Linked DNA regions of Rattus norvegicus: region 2 is linked to region 1. The links are chromatin contacts, called in public Hi-C maps. All regions are on one chromosome and are shown on one strand. The core of a region is the stretch at or near the end of the contact, and the rest is flanking DNA. Distances in the headings are between cores, read along the strand shown.

Region 1 (3,541 bases), core at 532-3,031:
TGGCCAGCCAGCCTAGCCAACCGGTGAGCTCCTGGTTTAGTAAGATCATCTCAAAATATAGGTAGATAGCAATCAAATAAGATCCCCGATGGTGACCTCTGGCCTCCACACACACATGCATGTACCCCCCCCACAAATGAACACACACACACAAAGGAATTTATTTTTAAGTGAATCTATCAAGATATTATCTCTATGTGATCAATCTAAAATGCCCATAGTCATTTAATGAAGAGATAGCCTGAGAAATTGCATCGTTAGGCAATCCTTTTGTGGTATAAACATCACTGAGTGTGTGCCCACAAATCACTGTATAATAAGCTGTATGGTAAATATAGAGTATCTGGATAATATATGTATGTGTGTATGTATGTAGATATTCTTTCTGGGGCCATGATGAACATAGAACACAAGATTAAATCAAGACAAAAGAAAGGACAGCCTCAGGACACGAAGGCAACAGCACCTGTGAACAAGACCACCACAGCTCCATGGCCATTTCACAGCACATTTCTTTCTTTGTAAGCAGGTATGTTCCAGAATAGTCATCAAACCCACAGTTATCAAACACATCTGGTTATCAGCATCTGAAACTTTATCACAATGAATAGATAGTTGCCTTTCCCTCATGCGACTGGCAAAGCAGTCACACGAACACGTCACCGCACATGCGTGAGCAATGCACTGTGCTCTGACACAGTAGCTATGCCACTAGGCCACAGGGATTCTACAGCCCCGTTATAATCTTACAGAGCGTCACACGTGTCTGTCATTGGCTGCAGTGTCATCATCCACAGCCCACGTGTATATTAGTGAGCTCTCCTGCAGTTGTTGGTACTAACTCTCCAAACCTGGATGAAATCATGTCTCCATTTTGATTGGCCACATTCCATTGCCAAAGGTGGCGACCACATTGAGACTGTCCTGTAGGAACTGTCGCAGAACACTGTTTGGGTCTCAAGACTCAAATGGTGGACCCTGTACTTCTTCCAGGATATGCTGCTGCAGGATATGCTGGGACAACTTGACCTCCCCAAACAGGTTTCTAGCTGCAGGGCCCAGCAGCCTGTGTAGGGCCAGCATGAGACCAGCATCTAAGTACTCAGGTTTTTGTTTTGGTTTTTTTTTTCCTAATTCTGTTTTTCCTTGTTGTTCTCCTTTCCTTTTGTCAACAAGTAGAACATGAACAAAAAGGCGACTAGGCTTTCCAAGAGACACAGGAGGTGAGTAGGCTGGCCATATGCTTCATACGTACACCAGGCGAGGCTAGGCGTTGGGAGGTGAGAGAAAAGCAGTGGGCAGAGGTGAGTAGAGACCAGCTCTGGAGTCCAGTCCTTGGCCTAGCCTCTCTGAGATGCATTCTTGAACCCTGGTGCCACAGAGATGTGGGGATCTTGGGCTCTGTCATCCTTGGACTTAGCCAACTCTACTTAAAAACGGGGGGGGGGGAGCCTCAGTACATAAAATGTAGATTATTCTCCTTACCTGATTCCTCAAAGCACTGTGTAACAGCTATTTACATAGAATTAGATATTACAAGTAATCCAGAGATGCTGGAGTGTAAGGCACATGGAAGGACTTGTAGGTTCTATAAAACACACACTGTCTCTGATAGGGCCCCCGAGTACCCACAGACTTTGGCATCCATGGTAATCCTGGAAGACAATGCCTGTGGACAGTGAGGTACAACTTGAATTTCTTTTCTGCTCATATAAACTCAAACCAACGCTTTGTTGATTATAACTGACTAAGCCCTGACTCACAGGTCTGGCTCCTTATTGCGGCTGGAGTGATGTGGCCTGTACCACAAGGAGGGTTCACAGCGGCATCCTTGCCCACTCTCTCTGCATTTCATCCCCTACCTTGTTCTTCCAGCGTCTGCAGCTCAGCCAGCATCAGTTCTATTTTGGGTGGATTGGATTCAGTTCCCTATTTGTGAACAGTTCAGACATCCACATCCATTTGCTCTCAGACAAACATCACCTATGTAAGCCCAGGTGGTGCTGTAGAAATATGGGCAAGAAATTCTATTGTCCTGTGTGCTTATAAGTTTTCCCTAAGGAAGGAAGTCTGCTTGCTTCTCTGATTATCACCTTTCCCCCTCTTTTCTCCTGCCCTCTGGAGTTTTCACCCCTCCCCCCCAGCTGGAAAAGGTAGGGCTGGCAAGGTGCAGGCTCAGTTCACCTCTTCCTAAGACCCTGCTATTCTACGGTCAGGCCAATGACCATGAAGAATAGTACCACACAAGTACACTCCCTATGGAAGACCTTTCTGAAGCAACGGCCATTGCTTTGGAAATGACCAGCACCACACTATCCTCAGAACCACTCCTGTACATTTCTTAAACACTGTCCTGACATCCAACCTCTCTGCCTAGTCCACCTCACATCTCACACCTGGACCTAGCCAGGAAATGGATGGAACTAGCTATCTCGAGTGAGGTAATCCAGACACGAAAAGGCAAATGTTGTATGTCCTCTCTTATCTGAGGTTCTGAGCTCCAGATCTTCAGGTGTATAATGTAAAAGAACTGCAGAAACCAAGAAAGGTACATGGTAGGGAGGCAGACGTGCTCGAGAGGGAACAGCAGGATACAGTGATACAAAGAAGAAAGGGGTGGGGGATTTTAATTGAGGAGAAGAGCAGAAGGTCAATATAGAAGAAGGAGATAGGAAGGAAAATAACACTAAGGGTATTGTGGTAGTTTGACTATGCTTGGCCATGGAAAGTGACACTATTAGGAGGTGTGGCCTTTTGGGAGTAGGCGTGGACTTGTTGGAGGAAGTATGTCATGGTATGGGCGGGCTTTGAGGTCTAGTGCTCAAGTTCCACCCAGTGTAGAAGAGAGCCTTCTAGCTGCCTGTGGACTGCAGTCTTCTAAAGCTGCTTTCAGATCAACATGTAGAACTCCTGGCTCCTCCTGCACCAAGTCTGCCTGCATACTGCCGTGCTTCCCACCTCAATGATAATGGCCTGAACCTCTGAAACTGTAAGCCGGCCTCAATTAAATGTTTGCTTTTATGAGTTGCCTTGGTCATGGTCTCTTCACAGCAATGAAACACTAAGACGTTATATGTTACTCTTATAATGCTGTAACAAATATTGTGATCAAGGTAACTTACAAAGAAATGTTCAATTATGGTGGCAGGAAATGCTGAGAGCTCAAGTCTAGATCCATAAGCAGGAGGCAGAGAAGATCACTGGGGTTGGCAGGAGGCTTTTGAGGTCTAAAGCTAGGGAAAGGGTGCAAATACACTTCCTCTAAAGAGGCCACACTTCTTAATCTTCCCCAAATATTTCCACAACCTGGACAAGTATTCAAACATATGGCCTAAGGAGGTCATTCTCATTCAAACTACCACAGGATGTTTGAATAAGCCACAAGGAATTATTTTTTATCTACTAAAAATTATATATCATACACAGAAGCACATGTGTGTGTATGTGCGATAAATAATATATATCGTTTAAATGAAGTTATTATTTAGGCTGATAATATTTGCCCAAGAGACATAGACTAATTAAAAAAAAAAAAAAACAA
Region 2 (3,465 bases), core at 587-3,086, 250 kb before region 1:
GATTACAGGGAATCAGGTAGGACAAGTAGGTGTAATCAAAACTCATGAAAAGAGGAAGAAAAACAACACAGAGGAATGACAAAGGAAACCATGTTCAAGAAAATGAGAGTAAAAGGAGGTAAGATGACTGAGGAGTTAACCATGTAACAAAGTGGACGGAAGAATGACCCCAAGAGTCACGGGTAAAGCCCCATAGGCTGAAAAGAATGGTTCTTCAGGAGACAGGCAAGGAGGGTGGAGAGAGGGCGTGCGCTGAATCCCAGCTACTGCCACAGGAGGATGAGACAGCTGGCTTTGATCACTTCCAGTCCTGCAGCCCCTGACAGAGCTTTGTGTTTTCTCAGATACAAGGAGAAGTCACTCAGCTGTCACACAAGAAGGCACTACACTGATTTACATTTTCAAACCATCACTCAGTTTGCTGCATGGACGGCAGTTGGGGCAAGAGAACAGGACCTGTGTGAGAAAATCTAGGAAAATAGAGGGGAAGGGTGGTGGTGGGGGTGATTTGAGAAGTGTTCTGGATTTGACAGCAATTGTGTTCATTACTGTGTAACTGGGAATTATCAACAACACATTTAAGAACCATTATATTTTCCCTTTTTTTTTCTTTTGAGGCAGGGTTTCTCTGTGTAACAGAGTCTTAACTGTCCTGGACTTGCTTTGTAAACCAAGCTGGCCTCAAACACACAGAGATCTGCCTGAGGAACCACTATGGTTTTTTTTTTAGGCTTAATTTTTTAGGGGGTAAAAAGAAGACTGTTAAAGACACATTTTGGGGAAGGAATTTAAGAAAAAGTGCTTAGAGGAGGGCACGCTAAATCTGAGACATAACTAGAGCCTTGCAATAGAGACAGCATGTCAGTGACACACTGCAGTCTGTGAACACAAATTTGGACGTTGTTGGCATTAAGTCGATATCGAACCCGTTGGAAGAAATTAAATAAACCTGGAGGGAATAAAAGGATGTGGAGAAACAGATTTAGACGTGAACCAAGAGGCATAAATGATACTAAATTGCATTTTCGGGACGTCATACATATTCTATGCACAAAATGTTATTTCGGCTTGGATGTTAACTGATTAAAGCCACCCCCGCAAAACATCCTCAATCAATACATTTGGACAAAATAAATAAGGAAACTGTGAGGGTGCCGTCTCCACCTGCACTCACAACTGCAGCGGTTTTGCTGCAGGATTCGCCCTGGACCAGTCTGGATGCATCCCAACTTTCCACCCCGGGCCAATACATCCAGGCCTCGGGAAGCGGAGCGGAGAGCGCGCACGCCCGATCGATCCTCTCACCTTGGCTCGCTTCAGCAGCTGGATGATCTCTGCCTCCGCCTCGTCTGTCGCGTCCTCTCCCGGCTGCTCCTCTGCCGCCGCGGTTCGCGAGAACCAGGCGAGCGCTGCGAGAAGCGGCTCAGAGGTCACCGGGACCGGCCCGTGCCCGCGCCCCCGCCCCCGCCCCCGCCGGGCCGGCCCCGCCCGGAGCGCTCCGCTCACCTGCCAACAGCGGCAGCACTCGGTGCCCCCGCGCCGGCGCGCCTCGGGTCCGCAGCCGCTCCGCGCCCGGACCCGCGTCACCGGCCCGCTCCGGCAGTAGGCGCGCAGTACAGCCCCCGCACCGCCGGCCCGCGGCCCGCAGCAGGGTTCGACCCAGACGCCAGCGAAGCAGCCGGAACATGCCGACGCGTCCTCACAGCTCCACTAGCCGCGGCTGGCCCGGGACGCCCCGCCTGTCCGCATGCGCGATGACGCGTGATGACGTCACGCCGCCTCGCCCCGCCTTCGGCCTGCCGCGCGCAAAGAGTTCGCAGCCCACGGGAAGAGAAGTCGTGCGGCGTGCTATGGCGGTCACGCTCCCGGAGGTCGTGGAGGAGCTCCTGAGCGAGATAGCCGCCGCTGTGCGGGACAGCGCGAGAAGTATGGCCCGCGAACTTTTATTCTTATCCTGTATAGCTCTGTCCCTGAAGCCTGTGCTCGTTAAATCGCTAAACTAGAGGACTTTGAATGACTAGACGTCAGATCCCTGAGTGCGAGCCGGTGTGCGGGAACCCCGGGTACTTGAAGAGAGCCACTGGGTATACCCAAGGAGTGGGCGAGGGCAGGGATGCGGAATGGCAGATGCCTAGACAATTTTGAGTTACTCGGAATCATTATCCACAATCCGTGATGCAAAGCTTAAAAAAAACACTCTTGTTTACTTTGTTTAGTAAACATATTTTACTAAAAACATTCTAGGGATGCAAAACCTTTAAAGAAATCTGCAAGTTGAAAAGTACTTCTTTCCTCTACCTGTAGAGGTCGCCCTATGCCTGTCTCCAACAAAATGACTAAACAAGGATGATCTTTGCTTACCAGCCAGAGTAGGAGGAGCTACCAATGGGGGAAACTAGTAATGAGGATCTACTGCGTAGCTCAGCTAATAGAGGGCTTGTCTAGCATGTATAGAGCTACCGTGGATTCCCCGCCGCCGCCTAAGACTGAGCACATGGCTGTAATCTCCGCACTTGGAAAGTGGAGACAAAAGAAGGGAAAGTTCAAGGTCAACCCTCAGCTACGAAATACTAGGCCAGACTGGGCTACTGGAGACTATCTGAAAAAGGGAGACGGGGATGAGGGGAGAAGGCTTTTGGAGTGTAGACTAGTTAGAAGTACTCTTCCAAAAATAGCCTCTCTAAATGATAGTCAAATTAGAGCTCAAGACTGCTACTGCCCATTCATTGTGCTCTGTGAAAGGGTTGGCGTTACCGCTTTAACAGAACAAGAAAAATAAGCAAACGAATGGTCTCAATTTGGCCTTTTACGTATGTGTAAAAGATTCAGCCAACCAGGTATTCAAACATGTTTTGATTTCTAAAAGTTGTGGGTTGTCAGTCTGTTGTGAGCTCTTGCATGCAGAATTTGACCGCAGATGTTCTGAGATGTTTACAGAACACTTGCTAGAACGGGGCTGTTGGTGGGTTAATACATATGCCAACAACTGAAGGGGACCCCGAGCTCAGAAACAGACTCTTGTGTTTACTTTTTAGTAGGACACTTTTCAATATTGGTTCTGAGTACTCCTTCCTAATCCCTGATCTTCCTTGGTAACCTTGCAGAATATAAGTACAGGTTGCACATATATGGTTTAAACTAGTTGGTACTGAGCTATGTAGGAAGCTTTGATTTCCTTTCCTGGGTTACTTGGTTTCCCTGAATTATAACCATCTTGGCTTACTTAGTTTTCTACATATGTATTTTTACTTGAACTTCAAATTTTTTCACCACTATCATGGGCCTCCACTCAAAATGTTAAGGTAAAAAAAGACATTTTATCAGTTACATTTTCGTAAAGAAATCTGCCTAGAGCCTGCCGACTTGCCTAGTATGGACTCGCTGGTGTCCGGTCGGGCTACTGCTATCTTCCTTCAGTGTTAAAGGCTTGGGAATTCTCTTTTCCCATTTTGGGTCTTGAGTTTA

What was found. A called contact is a pair of places that touch in the nucleus more often than the background predicts.
Region 2: a contact with region 1 is called in a Hi-C map of the A7r5 cell line, with 7 times the contacts expected there. The contact joins the promoter of Zswim7 here to the enhancer-like site in region 1. A contact is called at or near these places in 11 of 12 Hi-C or Micro-C datasets (the A7r5 cell line, the Rat2 cell line, Schwann cells and 7 more) and 1 of 1 datasets of contacts at active chromatin or transcription factors (oligodendrocytes).

What each region holds. Positions count from the first base shown.
Region 1 is chr10:47,217,436-47,220,976 of GRCr8, reverse strand. All of the region lies in intron 2 of Specc1 (sperm antigen with calponin homology and coiled-coil domains 1), which reads right to left. It overlaps LOC134480804 (a long non-coding RNA gene), which reads left to right. Exons shown (of 2, transcript XR_010055653.1): 1 at 1-529; 2 at 1,180-3,541. Among named protein-coding and RNA genes, the nearest start is that of Specc1, 81 kb to the right of the region's middle. Within about 2 kb of position 1,781, at least 4 of the 93 cell types and tissues checked have an H3K27ac peak or open chromatin away from gene starts, as enhancers often do. A contact at or near this core is called in the A7r5 cell line, where this site is marked.
Region 2 is chr10:47,467,305-47,470,769 of GRCr8, reverse strand. Zswim7 (zinc finger, SWIM-type containing 7) reads left to right here and starts at 1,836. Exons shown (of 5, transcript NM_001163492.1): 1 at 1,836-1,926. The coding sequence starts at 1,851. It overlaps Ttc19 (tetratricopeptide repeat domain 19), which reads right to left and starts at 1,727. Exons shown (of 10, transcript NM_001415772.1): 1 at 1,507-1,727; 2 at 1,306-1,409. The coding sequence starts at 1,687.